Linked DNA regions of Ovis aries: region 2 is linked to region 1. The links are chromatin contacts, called in public Hi-C maps. All regions are on one chromosome and are shown on one strand. The core of a region is the stretch at or near the end of the contact, and the rest is flanking DNA. Distances in the headings are between cores, read along the strand shown. Region 1 overlaps KIRREL3 (kirre like nephrin family adhesion molecule 3). Region 2 overlaps KIRREL3 (kirre like nephrin family adhesion molecule 3).

Region 1 (7,626 bases), core at 1,938-4,437:
TACACAGACAAAACCAGGAATCCTGACACAGGCAGAAGGACCTCTGCCACTTCCCATGGAACTGGGTTTTTATCTAGCGCTGTTCACCTTATTCCCAAGAATCTTCTACCCTGGGCGCTGCTTCACTGGATGACAAATACTTGCTGGGTGTTTAAGGTGTGTCAGGCATGTTTCTGCTCCACCTGAGATTCTCCTTCCCTCCTTCCTCTTTGGCTGTAGGTCTCTACTCTGGAATTTTGGGAGGCTGCCAACTCATGGCTCCTATTTACTGTTCACTGCTTATACTGAGAACTCCAGACCATCAGATACTTTTATTTCAACAAGAGGAAAGGGGAAGCTCTCAGAGAGGGTGGGAGCCTTCCATGCCCAGCCCGTCTGCACCACCCTCTGCACCACCCTCACTCCTGCCTCCTGGCTGCTCCTTCAGAGGGTTTCATTCTAGGGTGTTCTTTTTTCCTCAGAAAAGGCAGAGGAACCAGAGATCAAATTGCCAGCATCCGCTGGATCATGGAAAAAGCAAAAGAGTTCCAGAAAAACATCTATTCTGCTTTATTGACTATGCCAAAGCCTTTAACTGTGTGGATCACAATAAACTGTGGAAAATTCTAAAAGAGATGGGAATACCAGACCACCTGACCTGCCTCTTGAGAAATCTGTATGCAGGCCAGGAGGCAACAGTTAGAAATGGACATGGAACAACAGACAGAACTGGACATGGAACAACAGACTGGTTCCAAATAGGAAAAGGAGTACGTCAAGGCTGTATATTGTCACCCTGCTTATTTAACTTCTATGCAGAGTACATCATGAGAAACGCTGGACTGGAAGAAACACAAGCTGGAATCAAGATTGCTGGGAGAAATATCAATAACCTCAGATATGCAGATAACACCACCCTTATGGCAGAAAGTGAAGAGGAACTAAAAAGCTTCTTGATGAAAGTGAAAGAGGAGGATGAAAAAGTTGGCTTAAAGCTCAACATTCAGAAAACGAAGATCATGACATCTGGTCCCATCACTTCATGGGAAACAGATGGGAAAGAGTGGAAACAGTGTCAGGCTTTATTTTGGGGGGCTCCAAAATCACTGCAGATGGTGATTGCAGCCATGAAATTAAAAGACACTTACTCCTTGGAAGAAAAATTATGACCAACCTAGATAGCATATTCAAAAGCAGAGATATTACTTTGCCGACTAATGTCCATCTAGTCAAGGCTATGGTTTTCCAGTAGTCATGTATGGATGTGAGAGTTGGACTGTGAAGAAGGTTGAGCACCAAAGAATTGATGAGTTTGAACTGTGGTGTTGGAGAAGACTCTTGAGAGTCCCTTGGACTGCAAGGAGATCTAACCAGTCTGTTCTGAAGGAGATCAACCCTGGGATTTCTTTGGAAGGAATAATGCTAAAGCTGAAACTCCAGTACTTTGGCCACCTCATGCAAAGAGTTGACTCATTGGAAAAGACTTTGATGATGGGAGGGATTGGGGGCAGGAGAAGAAGGGGACGACAGAGGATGAGATGGCTGGATGGCATCACTGCTTCGATGGACATGAGTCTGAGTGAACTCCGGGAGTTGGTGATGGACAGGCAGGCCTGGAGTGCTGCGATTCATGGGGTCGCAAAGAGTCGGACATGACTGAGTGACTGAACTGAACTGAACTGAAACAATTTTGAAGTCTTTATTGAATTTGTTACAATATTGCTTCTGTTTTATCTTTTTTTTTTTTTTTTGCCAGGAGGCATGTGGGATCTTAGTTCCCCCACCAGGAATCAAATCCATGTCCCCTGCATTGGAAGGTGAAGTCTTAATCACTGGATCCCCAGGGAAGTCCCTCTAGTGTGTTCTCACAGCTTGCATTTCTGTGGACCATCGCCATCTATTTCATTCACGTTTGAGGTCCTCCTTTATGTTCCATCTTGAGCTTGATGCTAGGGATCCAAAGAGGGCACAAGAGTCCCTCCCTGGTCTCACTGACTTGCAACATAGTTGCAGGGAGCAACCACAAACCCAAGACCACACAGGATAATCACAGAGCAAGACATACCCACTATGACGCAGTGCCACACCCACCTGGGCTAGTGCTCCATTCAGGGTCTGCTAGGAGCTCGGAGGCCATGGGATTTTTTTTGGGGGGGGAGGGTTGCATTAGGTCTTCATTGTGGCATGCGGGGGCTTCTCTAGTTGCAGCACACAGGCTTAATTGCCCTGTGGCATGGTTGCCCTGTGGTCAGGGATCTTAGTTCCCTGACCAGGGATCGAATCCATGTCCCCTGCTTTGGAAAGCAGATTCTTAAACACTGGACCACCAGGCAAGTCCCAAGGCCTTTGTGATGTTCTGGAACAAGTCTAGGACTTGACATCATTGATCATGATTCCAGCCTTAGCTCCATCACTATCAGCTGCGTGACCTTTGGCAAACTACCTCTGTGTCTCAGCAATAGAACAGGAATGATACGACCAACTGATAGAATTGTCTTGAGAATTAAATGAACTTGTGGCTGTGGAAATATTTGATAAGCTGGAACGTACCATGTGCGTTTTAGGACTTAAGGGAGGGTGGGCTTCCCAGGTGGCACAGTTGGTGAAGAATCTGCCTGCCAATGCAGGAGACACAAGAGACGTGGGTTTGACCCTAGGGTCGGGAAGATCCCCTGGAGGAGGAAATGGCAACCCACTCCAGGATTCTTGCCTGGAGCATTCCATGAACAGAGAAGCCTGGCAGGCTGCAGTCCACGGGGCTGCAAAGGCTCGGACGTGACTGAGTGCACACACACACACACACACATTAAAGGAGGGTGGTCACTCTGGTTTAGGGAGCTTAGGAAGGTGGCTATTCTCTTGTCCTGTTCACCTTCTGGGACAACAAATACTGCTTACCATACATACAGTAAGAAGCTGAAGGTCAGTCCGTCTACATATTCCTTGATGCTGAACCATAGGGGTCGTATGGGATGGGCATGGGGGTGGTCCACTTCCTCCAATGTCCTCCATTCTTTTGAAGAATCTGCTAGGCCCTGGAATCCCTGTCCTGACCAGTCTGAGAAGAATGGAAACTCTGGGTGGAAACGGAGTTGACAGGGGCTCGGGGTCATGCACGGCCTAAATAAAGGAAGAGGGATAGCAGTCAGCTTGTCAGATCCCAGGCACTCTGCCCAGGCCAAGGCTACTGGCAGCTCTGCCTGCAGCTGGCTGCGGGGGACTGTGGTGGCCTGGCCTCTAGGGAGAGTTTCTTACCCATCCAGACTTGCAGGGATGATGATTTGCTTCTGGTCACCAGCAGAGGGCAGTGTCCAGAGTCTATTCCTCCTGCCTCCCATAGACTAAGACACCCTCCGTTCCACCCTCTGATGCTTGTTCCTTCCAGGTGAGGTTATCAGTTGACAGTGCATTGTATATGCCCTGAAGTGTCAAGATCAGCAATTGGGAAGAGGATTTAGGAAGCAAATGCAAGCCTAACTCACAAAGCAGATTATATGGTTATGTTGTTATTACTTTGGGACGTAGTTCCTCTTAACGCTAACTAATTTTGTGAAAATGTAATTACCGTGTAGTCTCCATATATTCGAGGTAGAGCGGTGGGCACCCCACTCAGCCCCTGGGGGTTGGAGCTGAGTTATGATCTCTGCTGTTTCTTCTTGGTTTTATCTTCTTTCCTATAAAATCTCTGAGGGAGCCTCCCCAGGAGGTTGCCCCCTGCTTTCAATCTCATTTTCTGATATCTAGCTCTGAATCTCCCATAATTGAATTTAGTCTGGGTCTCCCGGTTGTTCCTCTTGGCTCACTTGCCATTCATTTGGGGCTGCCTCACAGTAGGACCCCCTCCCTCAGCTAGGGAAGCTGGGTTGCATTGGTGGCCAAAGCAGATGCACAAGTTTCATTAGAAATAATCTCACAAACATTACTAGAGGTCCTTTCTTCATTTGTTTATTTCCCACTGTGCTGCGTGCACGTTCAATCACTCAGTCGTGTCCGACTCCTCGAGACCCCATGAACTACAGCCCGCCAGGCTCCTCTGCCCGTTGGATTTTCCAAGCAAGAATTCTGGAGAGAGTTGCCATTTCTTCCTCCAGGGGATCCTCCCGACCCAGGGATTGAACCTTCATCTCTTGCATCTCCTGCACTGGCAGGCAGATTCTTTACCACTGAGCCTTTTTTTCTTTTTCCAAATTAGATGTCCTTTAACATGTATTCTGCTCTGCTTTTTTAGCTACTACTAAAGAACACCCTAAGTATCAGTAGAAAGCAAGGCTGCCCAGAATACATCCACATTCCCCATCCTTCCTTGCAGCTGTGTGATCAGTTCCTGGCGAACTGGACGTAAGCAGAAGGAGTGAGTACAGCTTCTGGATTAAAAGGAAGAGATCAGTGCTTCCCTCTGTCTCTCCCCTTCCCGTCGACTGGAGTCGGGACATGGCAGTGGGAGCTGGAGAAGCCACAGGAAACCACGGAGAGAGTCAGGCTCCTCCAGATGACGGGGAAATGAGCGCTCTTGTGGTTGTTAAGTTGGATCTTTGTTATGTGACCCTCAACAGAAACCTTTGCTGTGGAGACTTTCCATGGGGAACCCAGGGGTGGGGGCTCCTGTCTTGTTCTCCTCTGTCAACCTGCCAGGCAGATTCCCTGCAGGTAAAAGCTAAGTCAGAGCTGCGGACCAACTCTGTAGAATTTGGGGCCCTCTTTCCACCAGTCCCTTCCAACCCACTCTTGGCCCCCAGTTCCTCCTTTGTTTCTTTGGTTGTTGCTGACAGCTCTAGAGATACATTCTCAGATGTCAGTCATACTCAGGGCTCTTGGCATTGACGCTGGAGAGCATGGCAAGGTAGGAGGAGGGGGTCAGGGGTGCAGGAGCCCCGTCCTGACTCCCAGACACCTTCCTCTCCTCGTCTGGCGGAGAGGAATGAATGCCGGGCTGGGGTCGAGAGCCCATTCTGGCTCCGTCACTAACCAGCTGTGTGATTTTGAACCACTCGCCTCCTTCTGGAGCCAAATAGCGGAGTTAGGCTGGATGCTGGCTGGAATTCCTTGCAGCTTGGCATTCTGTGATGTGACAAGTACATAACCAGCCTTGTGGCTGGGATGCTGGAAGCAAATGACCTCAGGAAGGTCCACGTCTGGGCAGAATGGCTCTGCTCATTTCTCACCATTTGCTGAGCCCTGAACGGTGCTCTTGGTGGGGTGAGGGGAAGGAGAGGGCACGGGAGTGCAGAGGGCAAGAAGCATTGCAAAGGCCACAGCTGATGGGGACCCTCTCTTGAGGGGTCTAGCCTCTCTGGAGCCACAGGACACAGGCATGGAATCTGTGAGAACAGCCTAATAAGTGATTCAAGAAGTGTGTCCCTGAGGAGGGGCCGGAACACAGGCGGGGCTTGGGGCGAGGTGAGCAGGGTGCCCCCAGCGCAGGACTGAAGCCTACCTGCCCCCGTACTTGCTGTATGGCCTTGAACAAGTTTCCAGGCTTTGGAGCCTCGGTTTCCTTACCTGTCAGGTCAGGACGATGGAAGCAGCCCCCACACACGTGGGGCCGTGGACCCCAGTAGGTGCCCAGTGAATTCCGTGTCTCCATCTCCCTCCCTTTCTTCTCTGAAAACATCAGACTCTGAATAACGATCCCACTTAGTTTCCAGCCGACATTCCAGCTCTCCTGGCTTCTGCCTCCAGAATCTTTCCTCTCTTTTCCGGTATCTTTTTCTTTTCCCCCTACAACTCTGCACAGTCCTCCCCCACCTCTTTCCCCAGCAAAGCTCCCCCATCCTCCTTCTTTGTAGAGGGCAAGGAAAGGTGGGGTTACATGGATGCCCAGTGATATTTCAGAAGCTTTAATTAAGGCAAAGATTATGCATGCCATTTGAGTTTGAAAAAGGATTCAGATCAGGATGAATAAAATGCTAAGTCGCCCCCCCCACCCCCCATCTAACCCACTCACCCGCATACCCTGGGGTAAAATGAAACATAACTCAGTTTTTCCAGGAAAGGCATCCGACAGGAGGTCATCGTGGTCACCAGGCTGACAGCAGCAGCGCGACAGCCTCAGCAAGTATTTGTTCTGCCTGCATCCTGCTTCTCACTACCTTCCTTAGCTAGGTGCCGATGGAGAAGATGATTGCACTCTGCAAGCTACGGGTATCTATCCTACAAATAGGCGGCACTATGGCTTCAGGACTGTGATGCTCCCACTTTGCTCTCACTAGAGGCACTTTTTCCAGGGGTGCAGAGGACCTTCCCTCCTCACATGTGTCTCTAATGTCCGTCTCCTTCTCCGCGGCACCCTGCTGCCTCAGGAGGCTCCGGTCAGCCCTCTGTGAGCCAGTGATGACTGGACCTCCATCCCCAAAACAATTCTCCCCTCATTCCATGGGTCTCAGTTTATGTGATCTTGGTTACCACCCTCTCCTTCACTCTGGACCTGGAGGCCCTGAATACTGGGTTTATGTTATTTAACACACAAGTGGAACATCATACCCAGCTGCTTGGGGCTTGAGCTGTCAGTTTCTGGGGCCCCGTGTGCAGGTGTGTGCATGTTTGTGTGTGTGTGTGCACTAAGTCGCTTCAGTCATGTCTGACTCTTTGCAACCCCATGGACTGTAGCCCACTAGGCTCCTCTGTCCATGGGATTCTGCAAGCAAGAATACTGGAGTGGGTTGCCGGAGTCTTACCCCACAGAGTTAAGCCCCTGTGTTCCTTTTCTACTCTCATCCCAGTATTTCTCCTTTCCAGGCCAGGTCCAAATTACAGAGAGCTCAGAGCAAAGGAATAGTCTGGGCCATCATGCCTACATCCTCCCAAGGACCAGGAGCATCTCACAGCTGGCAATCCACTGCAGCACCTGCTCTGTGGCCCCCAAGGGGCACATGGCAGGTGGGTTCCCTCATCTCAGGTGTCCTCAGGCTATATTCAGGCAGGGTTGTGGCTCCAGAATTTGGCTGTGGAATAAACAATGTTCTTACCGACAATTGCTGGCTCACCATTATTTACTTCTACAGTTATTATTATTATTATTTTTTATCAAAGAAAGCCCTTTTCCATAGGACTTAGGGGAAAGCCTTTTTTTTTTTTTTAATCAAAGAAAGCCCTTTTCCTTAGGGGAAGAGGGTGCTACTATGATTCTCTTCACTGTTTCCCTTTAGTGAGATCAACGATCAGGCAAAGGGACCCAGGCAGTTTAGAAGCAGCGGCATAGCATCGCAGTTGACCTCAGCAGGGAGAGTCGGACCCACCTCACTCCTCAGGGTGATTAATTGCTCCCTGTCCTGCCAGCAGGCTGAGAGGTGAGGAAGTGATTAGTGCTAGATTCCTACTAGGTTTGAGCTCACCAATTTTTTTCCCAGTGAAAACTTTTTTTAAAAAAATTGCTACCTGGAATAGGAAGCACCCCGCTTCCCCTTGAAGCCCCGTAATCCAGCGCTCTGTAGTTTCCACTCAGTGCTATAGAAGCCATTGCCAGCAATGTGAGCTTGGCCACGCTGGAAAGATGCTCTGGGTGGAGTAAACTCACCTCCTCGTTCTGCTGTTTATTTCCAGTCCCCATAACCCTTTGCGTTCACCAGCCCGCCAGGGGTGTTCTCTAGTGTCATTTCATTCGTAATGTTGTGAGTGGGTTAAAATGATCATCTCTAAGGATGCCTAACC
Region 2 (7,626 bases), core at 1,655-4,154, 240 kb after region 1:
AGCATTCAGTTGCTTTCAGTTATAAAGTATGGATTTCTATCTGTAAATACCCCTGCCCTGATTTGATGAAGAGAAAAACCCAAGGCAAAGCTCATGTCCAGAGAAACGGGCATCCAGGTGGATTTGGAGCCCCGGCAACGGCTGACAGCACACTGCTGATGTGATCCGTGTGTTCCACTAAAGGACTTAGTCGGCGGCATAAGAAGGAGGGTTTCGTCTTTCACGTGGGGATCTTCCAGCCTGGCATTCTGCCTCTATATTCCTCTGATTCAATCTAAAGGAGCTTTGAAAACTTCGAAGAACTTTCATGTTTTGCTAGTTTATCATAAGTGTCTATCTTAAATCAATATTATGATTTCAAGCATGGCCTAGGTAGATATAAGCCATCTTCAGAAATAACTTCTGACACAAGATAAGATGTACCTGCTGCTGGATCCAAAGCGAGGAGAGTCGAAGGCTAAACAGCATGCAGACTCCTCTGCTTTCCAAGAGTCCTTTCTATTTCTTCCTAATGACCAGTATTAATCATTTCAGAAGTATGTGGTCTTCTGACATTTTTATTCTACTAGACTTGACACAAAGGAGGGTTTTGATGTCCTGAGTTTCTTTTCCTGTGGAGTAGCTCCGTTCTCACAGGGCATGGCTCATACCAGGCTAACTTCTCCCTAAGCAGAATGGGGTTTCACTTTTTTAAAAAATCAATCCACAGAGGGAAAGTTAGGTGGTAGATTCTCACGACGAAATTAGCACTTGGCTTTCAAAATGTTAAGCTGAACTGGCGAGGGGTGGAGGTAAAGAGCAGCGCCAGCCGTGGAGGAAAGCTTCTCAAATTCTTACTCGTGCTTTTGCATAAGGGGTGATGACTTCTTTCATTTTTATCAGTGCTTTTTCTCAAGTGCTACAAGTTAGGAAGGAGAAAGACCAGAGGTGATGCCAGAGGTTTCTGTGGCTTACAAAGGACCCGTGGGACCAGAATTCCTCCTCAAGGGATGGGCAGCAAAGGATTTGGGTCTTCATCCGAGTGTCTGAAGTGATGGTCCTGTGCTTACTGGACTTCCTCGGTGGCTCAGATGGTAAAATGTCCGTTTGCAATGCAAGAGACCTGGGCTTGGTCGCTGGGTTGGGAAGATCCCCTGGAGAAGGAAATGGCAACCCACTCCAGTATTCTTGCCTGGAGAACTCCATGGACAGAGGAGCCTGGTGGGCTACAGTCCGTGGTGGTATGACCTATGGGCAAGTTATGGAATCTAAGCCTCAGTAGTTCTCATCTGCAAATGGGTATGACAGTCCGGGCTTTTTGTCACATGGCTGAGAGGATTAAGTAGGTGAATGCAGGCCAACTCAACAAAGGACCTGGCCACAGGCCTCAGTATAGCCTTCCCATGGCTGGTTCCAGCTTAGGGCATCAATATTAGAGAAACACAAGGAGATTATGAGAAGTTTTGCTTCTTTTCTGTTCTCACCATTCCCCCTCTCTATGGAAGGGGCCCAGAAGGAAGACTATGTTTGTAAAAGGAGAAAGGGCATCAAGTGGCCAAATTGGGGGACAGCAAAGCAGAGGACCAAAGGCACATATCACCTTGCTGCAACACCTTTTCGTGTGGGGAAGAGAGCTACCTCTATTATTTTTTAGCAAATTCTCAAATTACACAGCTCTGCTTTTCCTCTCTGACCTGTGTTAGCATCCAATCTGCAGTTTCAAATGAGGTTTTGCAAACCTTATGCCAATGGTTTTCTTCTCTGACATGAGATGCTCACTGCCATGTGCCAGCGGAGCTGTTAGTAGAATGGACAGAGCATCCTACCTCATCCCAACCCCACTGCAACCTCTCCCACCCTCAGGAAGACAGGCAGTGAGGACTGGGCAGATGGCAGCTCTCCTGGCTCCTGAGAAAGCAGCGAGGGACGGTGGTGGTGACTCAGGTGTGGGAGGCTGCTCGGGCTTGAGCAAACCTCATCTAATCCCACTGGCAACTGAAACCTAATGGTCGGCCACGCAAGGTCTGACAATTTCAGGCAACATAAATGGCCAGTTCCACCAGCCCCTCAGGCTACACAGAGGAGACTGGTGAGGGATGCTCAAAAGATAACTTGTCATCCCACAGCCCACTATCTTAGTTTATGATGTATGTGGTTTGACCCGGAGCCTTTGGTCCATCCTGCTTGTAATTCTCAAAAGGCAAACAAGGCAGCTGCCTCCCCCTAGAAGATAAAGGAAGAGACCAGGAGTTCTTGGGACCAAGAGGACCCCTCCACTTCCCTCAGACAGAGCACAGGGCATCAGCTACCAGTGCCCACGTCAGGATTTGGTTACCCTGCCCAGAAAGACACACTTTCAAACAAGCAGCCATGGCTCGCAGCAATTTTTTAATGGTGACTGTTTCAGTCCAGAGGTAAAAACAGTGTGACTCCTCTTGAGCCTGCCCAGGAGATCAGGGATAATGAGGACTAATTTGAGCATGTTTGTTTGGCTTTTTCGGCAGCAGAGTGGAGCAGCAGCAGAAATACTGGCTCTTGGATCATTAAAGGGGCAAACACTTGAGAGGAGCATGGGCTCCCCTGGGGAGAAGCAGGATTCCTGGCTGCCAGCCGCCTGCCTGGGAGGACTAGCCCACCCATCACCCCCAGGACAGACCTCACTAGCTGAGAGCTCTCTCACTCCCTCTCTCTGTAGCTCTTCCAAGCCTCTTGAGCAGTTTTAACTGTGCCCACCTACCTCTTGCCATTTCACGCAGGCATGCATCCCCCTTAGCACTCTGCCCTCTTATCCATCAGAAAGAGGAGAAAGGAAGCGAGCCTCCTTGGGGAGCCTCTGCTCCCAGGAAAGTCTGCTCCTCCCTCCCATGCCCTCTGCCCACCCTCAGCTGCCCCAGCCCGGTGGCCCGGGGCAGAGAGGGGCCCTATTACCCTGGCCTGGGAGCCTCTCTTCCTGGTACTAAGGGATGGCCTTGGGCCGCCTGCTCTCAGCTCACTCTTGGGCTTTGCAAGCGCTGCTGCTGCCACCATCAGGCAGATGTAGGAACTGCATAGCTCACCTGGTTTTTAAGATCCCCAAACTTTCTATTTAATGTTCCAACAGCTCTTGACCAATGTGGTCCTAAGACAAACACAGGCCCTCTCCGCACCAGACACACGGACCCAGTGTCTTATGCAAGACAAAGGCTTCAGAGTCCAGCTCCCCAAAGAATGACACTTCCTGTGATCGTGGGGTAGACGCCAGCATCCTTAAGCAAGGCATAGAAAAGTGCGGGCCCTCGGACATAGAGAACAAAGCCACGGGGAGATTAATTGGCAGTTGTTCTCTCTCTGTGACCAGGGTACTGGGGCAGGGAAGGAAGGCGGTCGCTCCCTGTGCGGCACTGGGACGGGTCCCCAGGAGACAAGTCAAGTTCCTGTTCCCTGCACGCCTGCATGATGAGCCAGCCCGGCCCCATGCCACTCTGAAGCTGTCATAGCTCCCAGCATCGCCAAAGGTGACAGGTGGCCTGTCACACCGGAGCTGTGACACCTGTGACGCGTGCAGGCGGCTGACAGAGATGGGGACTGGCATGCAGGAGAGAACAGAAGGCCCGACTGTTTCTTGGGAGGGGTCAGTGGCTGCCAGAGGGTATTTCTCTTGGCAGTGTTCCTGGTGACCCGATGGCCATTCAAGGCCTTGCTGGGAGAGGAAGAGCTTCCTATGGGGCAAGACCATACTTTAAACTCTCAGGGTCTTTCCTCTGTCCTCTGTGGGGGCGTCTCAGCTTCTGCTCTGGTGTGTGGTGAAGTGGGGGTGTCAGAGGGACTGCTTTTTCTTTCTTTCACTTTTTCTCACATTCCATTTTTTTGGCCACACTCGTGGCATGCAGAACTTCCCTGACCAGGGATTGAACCTGCGCTTCCCTGCAGCGGAAGCATGGAGTCTTAACTGCTGGACTGCAAGGGAAGTCCATGCTTCAGTATTTCAATATTCATTCACCTCCTAAGTGCTGAGTAGTATGTGACACACAGGCTATAAAAGAAATGGAGGTTTTAATCAACCAGCTAAGAAAAGCACCTGCCTTGTGTTTGCTTTCGCTTTTGTCAAAACAGTCACAAAGGAGTTTCCTAGGTAGCATCTCCTTGGTTGCTATTCAGCCCAAAAGGCCAACCTATCATTTCTCCCTGGGAAGAGGGGACTGGAAACCTTGAATCCTCAAGGTAACACTGAAGGTCAGACAAAGGAAGGGATCAACTCAGGAAGAGTCTGGAGTAAAAACAAGGGAGAGAGCTGCAACTTGGGGTCACTGTTCAAAGGTTAGCTTCCCAATTTCCATAAGGAACCCCCAACGCCCTTCTCTGTGCCTGGGCAATGAGGACTCACACAGGTTCTAAGAACATGGCTCATCTCAGGCTCCAGCTTAGCAGCTTCTCCTGCATCCGTCCGTTTTGCTGATGTGGATCCACCAGCATCTTGAGATGCGCCAAGGCTTCTGGACCACACAGTCAGCTGGATGGGGAGCCAATGCAGTCATCAGCCGAACCGCTCCGAGGTTTATGACAGTAGATGACTCTCACTGCTATCACGGCGGTGAATGAAGCACCGCTTGCGGAAGGTCATATACACACACTAAATTATCATCATTGTCATCCTGACCACCGTAATTATGGCCACTGCTGCTGCCACCAACCACAACCCAAGGAATCTGTCTAGTACCTGCAAGAAAATGAGCTGGACAAAGAGATCGGTAACACATCACAGACCTCCTACTGCTACTGCTGCTGCTAAGTCACTTCAGCCATGTCCGACTCTGTGCGACCCCATAGACGGCAGCCCACCAGGCTCCCCCGTCCCTGGGATTCTCCAGGAAAGAACACTGGAGTGGGTTGCCATTTCCTTCTCCAATGCAGGAAAGTGAAAAGTGAGAGTGAAGTTGCTCAGTTGTGTCCGACTCTTAGTGACCCCATGGACTGCAGCCTACCAGGCTTCTCCGCCCATGGGATTTTCCAGGCAAGAGTATTGGAGTGGGGTGCCATTGCCTTCTCCACAGACCTCCTAGATGGTAGAAGAATGTATTGTCTAAATAGCTTGCTGTTAATAGAAAATATTTAGGAACTCTTGGAATTTTGATGTCATCTAGGGCTGGAGGAAACACAAGCTGGAATCAAGATTGCCAGGAGATGTATCAATAACCTCAGATATGCAGATGACACCACCCTTATGGTAGAAAGTGAAGAAGACCTAAAGAGCCTCTTGATGAAAGTGAAATAAGAGAGTGAAAAAGTTGGCTTGAGGCTCAACATTCAGAAAACTAAGATCTTGGCATCTGGTCCCATCACTTCATGGCAAATAGATGGGGAAACAGTGTCAGACTTTATTTTTCTGGGCTCCAAAATCACTGCAGATGGTGATTGCAGCCATGAAATTAAAAGACACTTACTCCTTGGAAGGAAAGTTATGACCAACCTAGACAGCATATTCAAAAGCAGAGACATTACTTTGCTGACTAAGGTCCATCTAGTCAAGGCAATGGTTTTTCCAGTGGTCATGTATGGATGTGAGAGTTGGACTATAAAGAAAGCTGAGCACCGAAGAATTGATGCTTTTGAACTGTGGTGTTGGAGAAGACTCTTGAGAGTCCCTTGGACTGCAAGGAGATCCAACCAGTCCATCCTAAAGGAGATCAGTCCTGGGTGTTCATTGGAAGGACTGATGTTGAAGCTGAAACTCCAATACTTTGGCCACCTGATGGGAAGAGCTGACTCATTTGAAAAGACCCTGATGCTGGGAAAGATTGAGGGCAGGAGGAGAAGGGGACGACAGAGGATGAGATGGCTGGATGGCATCACCGACTCAATGGACATGGGTTTGGGTGGACTCCGGGAGTTGGTGATGGACAGGGAGGCCTGGAGTGCTGCAGTTCATGGGGCACAAAGAGTCGGACACGACTGAGTGACTGAAGTGCACTGAGTCTATTCTTCAACCTACTTCATAGGAACCAACTCTTCCATTATCATCAATTATTATTTGCCAGCAGGAGATTCACTTTGTTATTATCTTTACTGAAGTATGGTTGAATTACAATGTTGCATTAATTTCTGATGTAGAGCAAAGTGATTCAGTTGTACACACTTACACATTCTTTTTTAGTATTCTTTTCCATTATGGGACACTGGACACTGAATATAGTTCCCTGTGCTATACAGAAGGACCTGCTGTCCATGCTGACTCCTCCATTTCTGATGGCCCGAATTCCAGTCTGAGCCTTTCAGGAGACACTAGGGTTAGCTGCGGACGCTCTTGGAGGTGCCACGGTCTCCTTCCTGCACCACGATGCAGGGTTGGCTTCACCCCTGAGCTTGTCCTGCCAGCACCGCCTCCCCCCACCCTGCCATTTCCTGAAGAGAACAGACCGGACTGTAGAACACGTGGGTGGACCTGATGATGTTCTTTACTCTTGAATGAAAGGTTACTTCCTGCTAGAGATCAGGAAGCATTTCTAACATCTGAGTACAATCATTTAGCTTGTAACCTTGCTGCCCGCGATGCCAGGGAAGCTTAGCTGCCTCTTGAGAACAGGAAAGAAATCCCTGGCAGACTGTCCCCAGGCGCCTCTCGCTTGTCTCATCCTGTCCTAGTCTCCCTTTTTTATTTAGCATTCGTCCTCAGGCTGCTTCCACCTCAGCCTAGTCTGCCAGGGGCCCCAGACACTGGAAACTCTCATTCCCGGCACAGTCCATCAGACTAACAGTCCAGTGTGTAGTTGACCATCCCTGCTTCGGCCTTCTCCATGGTCCCATCCACGTTCTTTATCCAGTCCTTAAGTATGCATCTACCTACTACCCTTCTCTGCCTTCCCTCTAGAATCTAGACCAACAGTGAAAGTCATAGCTTACCACTTATTCTCTCGCTTACTTGTCCATCCTTTTACACATTACCATGTAGGAAGATGAATGAGCGTATTTCCATTCAATTCTACATTTTTAAGCCCCTTGTGAAACACAGGGAGTACCAAGAAAAGATAACATGTTGATCCTTCTCTTCTTTTTTTGTCCATTGAACCCATAGTATAGAGAGGATTACAACCACTAATGATTTTTCTAAAGAATAAACTTAATGCTGACAAGCCATCCTCAAAACGTTTAGCGCGGTATTCACGACCATTCACAAGCTTCCTCATCACGTGGTATCCCGGCCCCCAAGTAAACCACTGCTTCTGAACCCTGACATGCCTGTCCTACCTTCTGAGTACCACCTGGGACCCTCTTTCTTTGCAGCATCGAAAGAACCCTAGACATCTTTTACGATCAGTTCACCTCCTCTGCGAAGCCTTTGTTAACACCTTCAGCCAACCCTGCTGTTCTCAGAACACTCTGACTGCTCTGAGCTGTGGAACCGTAATGACAAGTCCAACTGTTTGCTCCCTGGCTAGTCTGAGAGCTCCCCTGGGGCAGAAACACACCCTTAGTCATCTTCCCATCAAAAGCCCCTGGCACAGTGCCCATCACACAGTAGGCCCCCAACGAGGGCTGGCTGAGTGGACAGGATGGAGCTTTGGTGTTATACAAAGGTGCTTCATCACAAAGGAAGGAGAAAGAAACGAGGTCCTCTGAGACCCAGACTGCATGGAGCCCCCGGGGAAGAGTGTGGAAAGGCGAAAATGATGT

What was found. Hi-C and Micro-C count contacts between places; a contact is called where the count stands out from the background.
Region 2: a Hi-C map of hypothalamus shows a contact between it and region 1, with 5 times the contacts expected there. The contact joins two enhancer-like sites. A contact is called at or near these places in 4 of 16 Hi-C or Micro-C datasets (hypothalamus, liver and tail adipose tissue).

What each region holds. Positions count from the first base shown.
Region 1 is chr21:27,560,669-27,568,294 of ARS-UI_Ramb_v3.0, forward strand. All of the region lies in intron 1 of KIRREL3 (kirre like nephrin family adhesion molecule 3), which reads right to left. Among named protein-coding and RNA genes, the nearest start is that of TRNAG-CCC, 18 kb to the right of the region's middle. Within about 2 kb of position 3,188, at least 9 of the 54 cell types and tissues checked have an H3K27ac peak or open chromatin away from gene starts, as enhancers often do. A contact at or near this core is called in hypothalamus, where this site is marked.
Region 2 is chr21:27,805,932-27,813,557 of ARS-UI_Ramb_v3.0, forward strand. The region is part of intron 1 of KIRREL3 (kirre like nephrin family adhesion molecule 3); the gene reads right to left. Among named protein-coding and RNA genes, the nearest start is that of KIRREL3, 11 kb to the right of the region's middle. Within about 2 kb of position 2,905, at least 11 of the 54 cell types and tissues checked have an H3K27ac peak or open chromatin away from gene starts, as enhancers often do. A contact at or near this core is called in hypothalamus, where this site is marked.